2 separate regions of the Nothobranchius furzeri genome follow, and region 2 is linked to region 1. Evidence: chromatin contacts called from public Micro-C data. All regions are on one chromosome and are shown on one strand. Each heading gives the region's core, a stretch centred on a gene start, on an enhancer-like site or on the middle of the called end of the contact. The rest is flanking DNA. Distances are from core to core; before and after follow the strand shown. Region 1 holds the start of cldn10e (claudin 10e). Region 2 overlaps abcc4 (ATP binding cassette subfamily C member 4 (PEL blood group)).

Region 1 (3,777 bases), core at 614-3,113:
GCATGCAGGACTCAGAGAAGAATTTTGTCAGCTTTGCTGGTCGTGAATGTCATTTTATTATTTATTTTATTTCTGAAGGTTTGAGCTCGGAGCGGCTCTCTTCATCGGCTGGTCTGGGTCTGTGCTGTGCATCTTAGGAGGACTTCTTTTCTGCCTTCCTCTTTCTGGAGGCTTCAGTATAAAGTAAGATTCAAACTATAATATTTTGCAATTTGAAATTATTTCAATTATTATGAGAACAAAGATATCCAACCCAACCTGTGAAAATACAGTTTACCCCTTAGCCTGAAAGGCCTGATTAAGGTCAAAGGTCAGACATCCTCCTTCAGGATATTCTGCGAGATTTCCTGCAAGTATTATTATTTTTTACACAAGATCAGGCTGATTAGACACTTTAATTGGCTTATTCGGTTTCTTACAGAGGAGAGACCTCTCACCGTCGAGTGGCATCATTTGCAACAACACACAACCAGCGCCAGACAGCCAACAGTCTACACAAGGAACCACAGGGGGAGTCAGGGAAGTTTGGAAGAAATGCCTACGTGTAAATCTGAAATCGTTTTGTGACTTATTGTAGAAATGCTCATAATTTTTAACCATAATCTGATTCAGCTAGAAGCTGGACTGGGACACCAGATTCCTGCACAAGTACACCAACTCTTTGGGTCATTTCTGTCAATAACTCATAAAAGATAAGCTCTTTTTTTAATTTAATTTTATTTTTTGCAAGGCAGAAAATTTCATTTGGCACAAAACAGCACCAGAGCTCTCCGGTCACCTTCAGCATGCTGCTCTTTCTTGACTGTTGCAAATGAACACACACTTTCCTTTTAACATCCAAACGCTCTTTTTTGTCTTCTTAAAGAAAATTTCTGATTAAAAGCTGCTGTTATGAACTGACAAAAAAGATCAAAGCTGAATAATTATGTCTTATTATTATTATTATTATTTGAATCTAATACTATTTAACTGTGAACACTGAAGTTTAAAGCTGCATTAGATCAAATGTCTCAAAAAAAGTTCAACCACGTCATGTAAAAAGTTCCTGGAAAAGATTTGTCCGGGCATGTTTCTAGAAGGCTCTGAAGGAGGTCTTCCTTCCTGTCAGACCTCCATGCCACCAAGAAGTTATTTATGTTATGTAAAACTTCTTGGCTTAGATCTGTTTTCCACTTCCTCATAGCCAAAAACAATGGAACAGCGCCACTGAGTGGTCTGTCAGCGTAACTCTGCCACATAATCAAAGGTGCCAAAATAAAACAGCTGATCTGAGAAAAGAGGCATCATATTTATATTGTGCAAAATATAATTAGATTCATCTGCTTAATAGACCTAAACTGAACAATAGTAACATTTAGTTATGGGATTGTTGTTTCTAAATGTCATCAATTTGTCTGGATTTTTAAATTATCTCTAAATTTTTTAACTTCCACATTCTGACTAGTGTCTACTAAACGGGGTGTGTTTAGACCAGACATTTGATAACTGAAAACAAGTTTCACTGATAAAGTGAATAAAAATGACCATAAATGTTGTTTTACTGAGAAGGGCCTTGAATCATTAAGGCCAAAAAGGGTAACATTTTTTATGTTCCCAAGCAATAGTTTGACTAACTAGTGACTTTGCTCTAACAACAACAATGGGTTGCTATGGTTACAGAACCATCACCACAAAAATGACCTGGATGAGTATCTGGATCACTTCTGGATAGAATTTCTTAATGTTTCTTCCAGAAAAGCCTGAGAATAAACTGAATATGTAGAACTATACTGTTTAAAATGTTAAGTAGAATTATTGAAGAAATGATCTGATTTTCTAGACTAATACACACTTAGCTACGCTTTAAAAGAATTAAAGGAGTAGTTTACTCATTTATTCAGTACATTTGCAGTGTTCTCTAGTGTAAAGCCATGCTTTATGAGTCTTTTTTTAAAGCTCCTGTTCTGAGATGCAGAAATTTTCTGGTGCAGAGGTGGGATAAAAACAACAGGATTGCTCATTATTATTAATGATATGCACACACCTCGCTTCTGATTGGCTAACAGAACGTGTTCAACCATGTTGCAAAGTTACTTTCACCAACACACTCTCCGCTCTCTCTCCCCGCTGCAAAAATGTTTTTTTAAAAGCCTTCCTGTGGGTGGATGTGATGCAAGATGGGCAAGGCCAAGAATGCAAATTCACAGTGTGACATCACAGCGTGAGGATTTTCAAACTCTAGCATTTCACCATCTATTTTCTATGACAAGCTAACGCAGGAGATGGGTGTAGAAGAATCATTTAAAAAAATTTCAGTCAACCACAGCTTTAAAGAAAAGAACAAATGCAATTATTTCAAGTGACGCTTCACTCATTTGCCTTTTGGTGGAGCTTTATCACTGCAAGGTTTTTTTTATCACAAGCAATTTTTATCACAATGTTTTTTCTAATTTTAAACACATTTTTTTTAAATCTTTTATACTTTAATTTTTTTGTTTGCTTTTGTGAAACACCTTGTGATTTTTCAGAAATATGAGATGCTTGCTTGGCGAAGCAGTCTCTGTCTAGATCCAAATCTGATGACACATGGGAACCATAGTCGCCATTGTCTCTCACCCACATGCATTACCGGTAAACAGAACTGCATCTCTCTTTGGGCTCAGTCCATTTAGTTGCTCCACTGCCTTCGACTACTTGGACATCCCTTTGCCTTCGAATGGGAGCCAATGTTGGATCCAAATTCATTATGATTCATGCTTGAAGTGAAGAGGATAATCAGCAAAACCGAACTGAGCTAAAAAAAATCTTAAGAGTTTGGAAATTTTAAAGCTTGTCTAGACAGAAATCCACACACAGAGACCTTAAGATGAAGATCCGAGTAGTGCAAATCTGGGGTTTCTTGATGACCGTGTTGGGCTGGATCTTTGTAGCTTGCACTTTGGCCATGGAGGGCTGGAAGATCTCAGCCATCGGTGGTATGGGGGGCTCAGCCGTTATGAAAGTGGCCTGGTATTGGTCCAGCCTGTGGAGATCCTGCTATACAGACTCAACTGCCGTAACTAACTGTCGTGACTTCCCTGTGCTCTGGTCTGTGAATGGTATGTAAACACATATTGGCGTTTTTCAAGCTACTTGGTTTTGGAAGTCTGCTTTTAGAAATGTCTCCCTGTCATTGTGTGTTATTCTAGGCTATGTCCAAATAGTGCGAGGCCTGCTAATGGGAGCTCTTTCTGTGGGCATGCTGGGGTTTGTACTCAGTCTTTTGGGCATGGAATGCACCTACATTGGAGGAAAAGAAAAGTCCAAGTACAGGAAGATCTGTACGGGTGGATGTTGCCACATCCTCAGTGGTAAATGTCTAGTTGTCATAAAAAAGATAGCAGTTAGATTTCAGCATTGTAGACCGTACAAGAATGTGCTTTCAAAAAATGTGTGAATTCCTTTTGTTTTGGGATCCTAATGAGTCTAATCAAAACCAAGTAGAATAAAAAGAGGAGATAATTCACCTTGATTCAGTAGGTTGGAATAATCATTTCATCAGAAGATAAAAAACTTTATGGCAGCTTATTTATGTTGTGTTTCCAAAGTAATTTCTTTAAAATTGTGATTGTTGTTGAAATTTTTGGGACTTTTATCCCTCTCGAGTAATTTGTTAATTTTAGACTGCCACTACCATTTACCCGCTCGCACCAAATTTCCCCTTTGAGAACAAACCTTAAACATGATTTGGCTTACCACATCACAACAAATACTTCTCAGATGCTCTCATTTCTGTGACTGCTGCAAACCTAATGACAT
Region 2 (3,725 bases), core at 10-2,509, 45 kb before region 1:
GAAACAAGGACGGCCAAAAATCACATGGCGCAGAACTTTTATCGAAGACCTACGTGCCGTGAACCTGTCATGGGATGAAGCCGAGGCCGTCGCGGCCGACAGAGCTCGCTGGCGATTACTTTGCGCCCAATGCGCCAGTAGGCGCCGGAGGAACTAAGTCTAAGTCTGAGTGAGATCAGTGATGACAGATAGGAATAAATATACTAGAATGGTCATTACAAACCTGGAATTCTAGTATGATTAGAATTTTAATGACCATCTTTTTGTCCTTTAAGAAAAATAAGTGCAGGCAGACAAGGCAAGTCAATGACTGCAGACGAGAATGTGGAGCAGAGAGGTCAGCATGATGAAGAAGAGAGACAGAAACAGAGAGATCCACATGATGAAGGAGAGAGAACAGAGAGAAGAGGGAGAGGAACAGAGAAGTGCAGAGCAGAGGGCTGGTGAAAGACCTTATGGGCAATGGGATGGTGTTGTGTGTGTGTGTGTGTGTGTGTGTGGTGGGGGGGCTCAATTATGTGGTCGCATACCCCTCATAAAGTAGGTAGCTGTGCCCCTGAGCAGACGGATCATCTACGAAGCTCCATACCTCCATAAATGCCCAGGTAGAAGCTTATGTCCAGCTCAGTGGAGTTCTGTCCACTTATGGTGGTGTTTTGTTGTGAGAGCTTGTCCTGCTTCTCAGCCCTGATCAATCACAAACAGAGAAATAGATGAGAAAAGATGGGAGGGTCATGATTAAAGTCCAGTGTGTGCTGTGGTTACCAGTAGGCCAGCCACCAGTCATGCACGATGTACGACACCTAGAGGAGGAGAAACCACAGAGGTGTGAGCGATCGTTTGATCATGTCTGATCAAATCAGGTCTGGTTCTGTTTACCTGAGCCAGCAGGTTGACCAGCACCGTTAACAGCAGAAGCAGGATGTTGGCTCCAGCCCGCAGGTACTTCACGTACAGACCCAGTCCGATGTTCCCCTGAGCCCGACTCTCTTCCGACATCGTCTGGACCGCCTCCGCCTGGGAGAACACACACACACACCTAAGGAGGAGCTCTTCTCTGTATCTGAAAGTTCAACTGACTGAGCTGAATCAAACATTAAATCCAACAGTTCTTAGGTTTATGTGACGTTTTAGGTCATGTGACCCAGCTCTAACAATCAGCGTTTTACTTTTACAGCTTCAGGTATTTATGGAGCCGAGTTTAACAACCAGCAATTTACCTGCAGTAACTGATTTAGACCACTGGATGGCAGCACACACCAGTTACGCAGGAATAGCTTTTAAAAGGAGCTGTACCAACCGGGAGGTTGTCTCCATCTTTGACCGAGTGGGCGGAGGAGGTCTGGGAGAGCGTGGAATTCTGGGACAAAGTTCTGCTCCTGACCGGAACGTCATGGGGGGGCTGCAGTTCCTCCTCCTCATCTTTCTTCAGTAAGGAGGTGAAGTCCACCCCAGACCTCTGCAGCTCCGTGTATGTTCCCTTTGCCACCATGTGACCCTGACACACACACACACACGCGCGCACGCGCACACGCACACACACGCACACACACACACACACAGTTTACACCCTGTTGCCAACATCTAAACAGAACCTCAGCAGCAGAAACCCTTGATGACAAACAGATGCACTCCGACTGAAACCATCTGAGCTCCAGTTTAAACGCTCACAGCTACTTTAGGGTCTCTAAACCCAGACAGCCTTACTGGAAACTACCTGAGCTCTTAAAATGAATGAAAACAGACATAAAACATAACCTGTTAACGTGAAACTCAGACCAGGTCCTCAGACTCACTCCTGATATCAAACAGACCTGGTGTCCACTAACGTGGTCATTAACCAGTCAAGTTAAAGCTTCCTGTTGATGAAATGATGGTTTGAGGTTTCCTTTGAATCAAAAGGTGATTAAGAAGTGACTGAACCCCTGAATCGGGTGTGTTGGCGCAGCTAAACAAGGCTGAACTAGAACCAGGGGTGTAGATTGGCTGTAGAGGCATTGTGGAAAGCCGACAGACAGGAACAAACCTCCTTCAGCACCAGAATCTGATCAGCTGCCTTCAGGTACTGCAGCTGGTGAGTCACCAGGATACGAGGCTTCTTCTTCAGCAGCCCACAGATGCACCTGATGGAGACGAGGCACACAGCAGACATGTTCTGATGTTTCATCGGCCACAGTAATCTGGATTAAAATAATCATCTCATCTCTGGTCTGTGTGAAGTCCATTAAAAACAACAGAAACCCGAAGTTCCCTAAAGGAGTCCGTTTCTCCTGCTGACTCTGATGGTTTCATGGTTGTACTTAAGGATTTAGGATGAATTCTAACATGCTCGGATTTCTCCGCCCCTGTGGTGGATAAACATGTCAACAGCATCAACACAGAAGCAGCAGCAACATTCATGATTACAGATGCTAACATTAGCACGTCTTGCTTTTTCAAATGAAGTTGTAATTGATAAAAAATCTCAGGCCTAGATCAGGTTGAACCACCACCAAATACCATGGTGGAGGAGTTCAAGAGGTCTGCTGATTGGTGGAGATGTTGTCTGGGGCTCCTGATGGGGTCCTCCCTTGGTAAATTGGTCCAAATGTGAAGGTGAGACCTGTGGGGGGCACTATGGTTTGGGTGGATGGTCATCTGTGAAAGGCCATTCAGTCCTTGTACCAAAGGAGTCTGGTCCATGTGGTCGGCAGTAAATCTGACCAGTTCCTGGTGAGAGCTGGGCTCCACCAGGACTCAGCTTTGTGTCTCTATAGATGGACAGCTGGATCAGGGCTGAATCACATTGTTGTGGTAAAGAAAGACCCAAACAAGTAAAGCCTAATTTATACTGTGTTGGTGCAGACATGCAGTGCCATTATAGTAGAAGCTCTTGCCTCAACCAAGTTGGAAGGGTTGGGGGGGGGGGGGGGCATCTTACCTTCACCTGTTGGTTCAGGTGAGATGGTGATCACTAGCCTAGAAATCTAGAGAGGCCATTGAAAAAAACAAAATGAGTTTGCTTTGCAGGTCAGTCTAGCCACGCTCCATTAGAGCCTCAGCAGGCCGGACCAGCCATGTGTCTGGTCAATCATAGCCCTCTTACTGGTTTGGTTGGCTAATCATAGCCCTCTTACTGGTTTGGTTGGTCAATCACAGCCCTCTTATTGGTTTGGTTGGCCAATCACAGCCCTCTTATTGGTTTGGTTGGCCAATCACAGCGCTCTGACTAATGGGTGGGATGATACAACAGAGAAAAACAACAAAAATGGCGATGGCTCGTTTGAAACAGCATTGGCATCAACTTTGGACTATTAAAACATGGTCTTTTCTTTTAGTCAAGAGCAGATTGAGGTACTTCAGACCTCTATTTAGAAAAAGGACGTACTTGTATCTTCATCGACAGTTTATGGTGGACTGACCCTTTAACTGAGATCCGTAGCAATGAGTACATCCCGCTGTTCAAAGCCCAATAGCGTGCAGATACGGTTTAAAAGACAACTGTAGATCCTTCCCCACCACTGAGTTCTGTCTGTGGGCCAGGCTGCCAGGCTAGGCGACATGTTTGAGGCTAATGTGAGAATGCTAAAGGAGGTTATAATTAAAACTTTTAAAGAAAGAAGCTCCCCTGAAGGAAATTTGAAATGTTTTGATGTTATGTTATGTTATGTTGTGTTGTGTTGTGTGTGTACATAGGTAAAGCAAGACTTTTTGTCTAAAGATGATTTTCTTAGTTTTTGTTTGAG

Evidence for each region. Hi-C and Micro-C count contacts between places; a contact is called where the count stands out from the background.
Region 2: a contact with region 1 is called in a Micro-C map of tail fin, with 14 times the contacts expected there. The contact joins the enhancer-like site here to the promoter of cldn10e in region 1. A contact is called at or near these places in 2 of 2 Hi-C or Micro-C datasets (skeletal muscle and tail fin).

The regions. Positions count from the first base shown.
Region 1 is chr14:57,228,859-57,232,635 of NfurGRZ-RIMD1, reverse strand. It overlaps cldn10e (claudin 10e), which reads left to right and starts at 1,863. Exons shown (of 5, transcript XM_054743199.2): 1 at 1,863-3,077; 2 at 3,168-3,329. The coding sequence starts at 2,846. cldn10a (claudin 10a) reads left to right here. Exons shown (of 6, transcript XM_054743200.2): 5 at 79-183; 6 at 422-909. The coding sequence ends at 548.
Region 2 is chr14:57,273,340-57,277,064 of NfurGRZ-RIMD1, reverse strand. It overlaps abcc4 (ATP binding cassette subfamily C member 4 (PEL blood group)), which reads right to left. Exons shown (of 31, transcript XM_015952434.3): 14 at 2,027-2,123; 15 at 1,301-1,498; 16 at 880-1,017; 17 at 766-803; 18 at 590-687. Among protein-coding and RNA genes, the nearest start is that of dzip1, 26 kb to the left of the region's middle. Within about 2 kb of position 1,259, at least 2 of the 3 cell types and tissues checked have an H3K27ac peak or open chromatin away from gene starts, as enhancers often do. A contact at or near this core is called in tail fin, where this site is marked.